Linked DNA regions of Lactuca sativa: region 2 is linked to region 1. A link is a contact called in public Hi-C data. All regions are on one chromosome and are shown on one strand. Each heading gives the region's core, a stretch centred on a gene start, on an enhancer-like site or on the middle of the called end of the contact. The rest is flanking DNA. Distances are from core to core; before and after follow the strand shown. Region 1 holds the start of LOC111882669. Region 2 holds the start of LOC111882661.

What was found. Hi-C and Micro-C count contacts between places; a contact is called where the count stands out from the background.
Region 2: a Hi-C map of leaf shows a contact between it and region 1, with 7 times the contacts expected there. The contact joins the promoter of LOC111882661 here to the promoter of LOC111882669 in region 1. A contact is called at or near these places in 2 of 4 Hi-C or Micro-C datasets (leaf and seed).

What each region holds. Positions count from the first base shown.
Region 1 is chr2:33,974,815-33,978,310 of Lsat_Salinas_v11, forward strand. It overlaps LOC111882669, which reads right to left and starts at 1,548. Exons shown (of 5, transcript XM_023879041.2): 1 at 1,317-1,548; 2 at 726-1,002; 3 at 485-630; 4 at 279-397; 5 at 1-168. The coding sequence starts at 940. The coding sequence ends at 67.
Region 2 is chr2:34,175,095-34,178,590 of Lsat_Salinas_v11, forward strand. LOC111882661 reads left to right here and starts at 1,701. Exons shown (of 5, transcript XM_023879034.3): 1 at 1,701-1,995; 2 at 2,091-2,140; 3 at 2,467-2,593; 4 at 2,712-2,816; 5 at 2,941-3,496. The coding sequence starts at 1,887.

The DNA.
Region 1 (3,496 bases), core at 298-2,797:
TGAACACTAGTCAACTATATATCTCACCATAAAGCTCTATAACTAGAATCAATCCATTACATTAAGTCAATAGAATGAGATTGTGTATACAACTTTTCTTCGGTGTCTTTGCTCAAATGTAGATATAACATCATCAATCACATCTTCCCAACGATCAGTCGCTTCAAGCTACATGCAACAAATAGCAACATAATACTTTCATTCATTAGTTTATTCTGGTAATTGACTAAAAATAAAGAAAGTGGGCTAAATGCAAGAAAAAAAGAGATGACACAAACCTCTTGACACAATGTTAAAGTTTGCCTAGCACCAATTGAAGCCTCTTCATGATTATCTTTTACTTCCAAGTTTATCACCAAAACAGGTTTCAGAAGAATATGATCACGAGTATGAAGATCTACACATAATTATCAAAACCATAATTACAGTTTATAAAAATAAATAAAAACTGGAAACTATAAGATGTAAAGATGACCAAACTAACCTTCAGCAACCATATCAAAAACTTTTTCCTCAAATGTGAATACAACATCAAATTGTCCATCTGCTATGTTTTCTTGCCACCTCTGAGGTGCAGTTTTCACTCCCAAGTTCCTCTTCAGCATTGGGAGTATGCCATTACGCTTATAGCTATGTAATAATTAAGAAATGGCAACTGAAGTGGAACTTTCATTTCAACATAAATTCATGCATAAACAGAAATACAGAATGAGGATTGAGGATACAGTTCAGGGTCTTTGCGTCTGAGTTCTTCATACATCTGTTTGTAAGGGGTGCCAAATTCATAGACATTTGGTTCTCGTAAAGAAGGGCCTGGGAGTTTGACGTGAGTGCCTGTTCCATATGAAGAAACATCAAAGCCTTCCCTTTTGAGTATGAAGTGAGCCTCCATGCTTCGATTCTGATTTGAAGAGCATACCATGGCATATCGGAGTCTCATTGTTGATGACAACCTTTCCTAAGAATCTTCAATGAGTCTTTTGAGGATGAAAGTGATGATTCCTAATGAAATTGGCAAAACGAAACATAAGTAATCGATTCTGGGAACCTACCTATCCAGGTAATACTGAAGAAATTGAACTGAAAAACTGAACCCTAAACATTAATGATTTTTATCGTAGCAAGTGAATTTGTAATTGGGAGGGATTTCTAGCCTTAATAAACACAAATATCGTAAAATTAGGTAACCACATGAGCCAAAAGTCGCTATGCTACAAGCAAATCCAAGTTCGACGTATGATATTATTCATAATCTCGATACAATCAAACCGTGAATCAAGCGCTACTAGTAACAGGTGATTTGTGCTTAGAATTACCTGTGAGTATCGCTGCCGGAGCAAAGTGGGAAAGGGAGAAGTGAGCGGAGTGGAGGCGGCGGCGATCGGAGGAGGATGAAGGCGTAGGAGAATTCGTAAACAGAGTACGCTTCAAAAGCTCCACCCGATCTGGTGGATCCCAAACCCGAACAAGAACTAGGGCCTGAGAAACGGGTCCGGACCATAAACAGGTTCTTGATTTCAACTTGTATAAAATGGGGATGATTTCAGACAAAATTGCAAAAATCCCATTGGTACTAAGCGTTTTTCTAGGGTCATTTTTCTGGTGTATTAGTCGAAACTATGATTTTTTTTGGATTCGTGGTTCTTTTGAACTAGTTTGTATGTGAAAATAGTCGCTCCGAAAATTGAAATGACTATAATACCCTTGGGATAGTATTTTTCATTTATCTTTGATTTTTTTAAATTTTAATATTTATTTATTTATTTTAACAATTAAAAAATAATTTCTCTCTCTCTCTCTCTCCCTCTCTCTCATTTTACATATTCTCAATCGCTCTCTCATATCCCTCGCCACCGTTGTTTGTCAAAGAAATCAATTTCCGGTGAGTTTCAGGCGGCTTTGATCGGTTTAAGAACACTCAAAAGTGAGTTAGTGGCGATTTCCTGGTTCATATGATAAACAAACACATTTTACCTATACCATTTACAAGAAACCCATTTGTAAAATGGCTACAAGAAGAAGAACTGATCCTAAGTCAAATCGCTCTCAAAGAAACCTATATAAATGTTGTTCAAAAGGAAACCACTCACATCTACTGTTTCATCTTCCTGTTTCACTTGATTTCATTAATGCTTCTCTTCAGCAGGTCACTTCCGTCTTCATCTGGATCCTGCAACCAATCATGGATCCATTCTCTATGTCTGCTCCTCTGTTCGGGAGAGGAACGAGCAGTCTAAGTCGCGAGAAGGGGTGGTCGATTTCCGGCAGCCTTAAACTTCGATTTGGCCAATGTTAGGGCCGATCCAACGTCTGAGGGTAGAAGAAACTCACACATGAGTGTTTGGATTGTTGTTTTAATCGACAACAATAATGGAGGAAGGAGGGAGGTTGCAATCGGTTGCTTCATCAACGAGGGTGGCTCCGACAGCTCTCGGTTGTCACTTTACCATCCGTTGGTAAACACGAAGAAGGAGAAAATGAAGGCAATGATGGTGAGGGGTTGTTTCCAGCAACCTCTTCATTGATCTGGGAGAAAAAATACACAGGAGAGGGGAAGGGATTCCGATCTCCGGCGAGCCTTTCTTGGTTCTTTTTTGTAACGTTCGTAGATCTTGCTAGTCAATTTAGAGACGATAAGCATCAAAACTGACTTTTTGATAGAATATTATTTAGAATGAATAATCTTAACTAAGTTGTAGTGGCCGTGACAAGGATTCCAGATATATAAAGAATGCAGAAATTCGAGTTATAACGAAGAAGTTATGACCTGTCGAAGTTTCGCGACAGAACCGATACGACACAACACGACGTAAATAGTGAATTTACGATAGAGCGATAATTAACCTTAGTATTCTAAACGAAATTCATAGAATACATTAAACCGAGAGTGTGCATAAAAAGAACGTCCAAATCTGACTTCGTATGAGGAAGTTATGATTTTTCTAAGTTTCAGCTTAGCGATATGCAGCCCAAAGTTTGAATATGAGATCGAGTGGTTTCTAGCCGAAATAATCTAAACGAGAATCGAAGATCTCGTCGATAGTAGTGCAACGAAAGAAAGACAGACAAAAACGGACGTTAGATGAAGAAGTTATGAATTTTTAACGGAGTTTTCCTGTCTCGACCTACTAAAAATAATATAATAAAAATAAAGTCAAAATTAGCCGACGGAGTCTAAACGAGAGTTGTAGATCATAGTCTCACCTACGCGTGGATATAAAGAACGTCGAAAACGGAGATCGTATGCGAAAGTTATGAAGTTTTGAAGTTCGAGGCACGCATCCCAAAGAGGGAACGCCCCGCGTTCAATTGGGGAACGCCCTGCGTTCAATATGTCACACCCCAAAACTGGAACGACGAAAACGTTTAGGGGTGGAGGACGTCATGTTTAGTATCACGAGATATGTATATGGTAAGCAAGTAATGAACAACCATTTCATTTAGAAAGAAAGTGTTTACAATGTGTATGTTCACAAAACATAGAAGTCATAAACAA
Region 2 (3,496 bases), core at 451-2,950, 200 kb after region 1:
AACAATTCATAACGAAATCTTTATTCCATTTTAGGATACCCCGATGTCTTATAAAAAATATGTGTTCTAGTCTCCCTTTTAAATTAAAAGTATGATGAATCACTTTAATAAAATTAAATCGACGTTATATTAAAAATTATTTTATTTAATTTTAGTGTAATACATCAAAACATAAAAAATGATCGTTCACACCGGATTGTTAATAACTAAAAAGATTTTCCACAGTAAGTATTTTATCTTTGATGCGTGCCATTAACATATATATATATATATATATATATATATATATATATATATATATATATATATATATATATATATATATATATATATATATATATATAATCGGGGCGGGTCGGGGCGGGGCGAGGATAACCCACTCCCTGCCCCGAACCCGATAACGACCCGTTACCCGACCCGAAATAATCGGGTTTCCCCATCGGATTCGGGTTTTTTTGCCATCCCTAACCTAGATTCAATTCCCTGCAGTTGTATGTTTTTTTTTTTACCATATAAGTGATCCTTTTTTTTTTTTCTTTCTAATATGTGTAATCCGAGTTCAAAGTTTATTTCCTTGCAATTCAGTCAATTATCGTAGGGTTCAACTATCCTTTTTTTTCAATTGCTTTCTTTTTTCCTTTTTTTATTACTTAGCTTTCTTTTATAATGTATATTAAAGTTATATCCAATAAACAATCAAAAAAATAATAACACATATTAGGCCGAATGATTTATATGTTTGATTTTATTAAAATGTTATGTAATAGTATTGATTTTGAAGTTTTTCTAATTATTTTATTTAAAATTCATTTGAAGTCATTTACATATAATTTTATATAATAACAATATTTTTATAATAAATTACTGAATATTTTTATTTAGGATCCGTAGTTTGTCTATCACCAAGATCCTTCGGAAAAAAAATTAACTTAGATTTAATTATTATATAAATTTTGGTAATTTAAAGGGTTTTTTTCCCGAGAAATCAAATATCTTAGGACCGACTTGTCAACTCATTAACTTTTTAACAAATAAATCCTTATTCTAATAAATAAATAATTTTAATCTTCTTTTTGGTAAGTATCACTTTAATATAACTTCTTATTAATATTATGTTATGTGTCATGTAGATATATATTAGGTAATTCATTTCACAATTCAAATTTATATTTTCTAATTATATGTTAAATTTTAAGTTATAATAACTTTAAAAATTTGATATATCTCTTAATTAATAATTTATTTAAAATAATAAATTAATTATAAATTTTATTATGAAAATTTACATTTTATAACCCATAGTTCTAACGAGGTAGGGATGAGCATATGGACCGGGGAACCGGCCGGAACCGGAACCGGAACTCGATGGAACCGGTCGAGCCGGGACCGAGACGTTATTTTTGTGGATTTTTGAAACCGGGAACCGGAACCGATATAACCAAAACGGCAAAAACCGGAACCGTATGATACTATTTCGGTAGGAACCGGGAACCGGTAGAACCGCCAAGCCGGTTCGGTTCTTGCTTTTGGCCGAAACCGGTTTCCGGTTCCGGTCCGGTTCGGGCTGATTCGGTCCTTTTGTTCATCCCTATAACGAGGTATAAACTATTAAATAAATAAAATAATAGGACTCATAATATATAACCTTTCATCATAATATATTAAATAAATAAAATAATAAAAGCACGTCCAACTGTATCAGGTATCTAAACTTCCATCAGATCACCTCCGTGGGTCCAATAATACATTCCGTGGATCTCTCGAACTCTTTATGTAGATCGGCATCTAAATCCAAACCCAATCGATTTCTTCTCCTCTAATGGTTATATAACTTCCATATAATCGATCTGATCATCATTCATCACTCATCACTGCAATCGTTACCAATGGCGGACCAGAAACCACAGCTCTTTGAACTAAACAATGGAACAATGAAGGTTATGGTGTCTAATTATGGTTGCATCATCACCTCCTTGTTCGTTCCTGATAAAGACGGTATCATTCTCTTCTCTCTTATCCCCTCTTTCTTCTCGTTTCTCGTTCGAAACTCTTTAATCGCTGATGATGTTTCGGATTTTGATTTTTAACAGGAAAATTGGGTGATGTTGTTCTTGGATTTGACACTCTCGAACCCTACCTGGTGAGTTCCTTTACAATTCACTGCGAAAGCAACACGATCATCTTGTTGATCCGAAGTTTCCCCAAAATTAGGGTTTAACTAAATACGCAGTCCGTATGAGGATAATGCAAATTTTGAGATAAAAGAAGAAAACTGTAGGATTTGGGAAAGATCGATAGCTACATTTAGGGTTATAATTGTGATACGAATTGGAATAATGTTGTTTCTATCAATTCGATCTTAAAGGTTCTTAATTTGAACCCATTATGCGTATAGTAATCGATTTTGAAATTGATTTCATATACATTATATACCCTAAATTTGTGGTTTATTTTTTGATCTATCAGAATGGTTCTGCACCCTACTTTGGTTGCATTGTTGGGAGAGTTGCAAACAGGATTAAAGAGGGGAAGTTCACACTCAATGGGACTGAATATTCTCTTCCAATTAACAATGGTCCAAACAGTCTCCATGGTATGTAGTAATTTCTGAATTTTTCATCAATGTATATGGTTGTCAATTAGGGTCAATTACCAATTTTCTTTATAGTGTTATTTAGTTTTCATTCTGTTTTCCTATTTCTTGCTCTAAGGTGGGCTTAAAGGATTTGACAAGGTTGTTTGGGAAGTCGTTGAGCATAAACAGGGAGACAATCCATCAATAACCTTTAAATACCATGCTCGTGATGGGGAAGAAGGTAATTTGGTATGATGGAATCAGAAAAGGAATGGAATGGTTGATTCCATGGAAATGGATTTTGTATTTATGCTCTTCAAAACATAATTTTCCTTTAATAAATTCAAAATCTTGTTTGGAATCAGGTTACCCAGGAGACCTTTCCGTGAAAGCAACCTACACCCTGACATCAAAAACAACATTATCTCTCACCATGGAAGCCACACCGGAAAACAAACCAACTCCGGTCAACCTCGCCCAACACACCTACTTCAACCTCGCCGGCCACAACTCCGGCACCACCATCCTCAACCACACCGCCCAAATCTTCGCAAACCACATCACTCCGGTCGACGAAACCCTAATCCCAACCGGCGAAATCAAACCTGTGGCCCAAACCCCGTTCGATTTCACTACAGAGAAGAGAATCGGGACTTCGATTAATGAAATCGGATTAGGGTATGACCATAATTATGTTCTCGATAGTGGGGAAGAGAAATTAGGGTTGAAACGCGCTGTGAAATTGAAGGATCCGGTGAGTTCTAGGGTTTTGAATTTGTGGACGGATGCTCCTGGAATGCAATTTTATACGGGGAATTATGTGAGTGGGGTTGTGGGGAAAGGGGGAGCTGTTTATGGGAAGCATTCGGGTGTGTGTTTGGAGACACAAGGGTTTCCGGATTCGGTTAATAAAGAGAATTT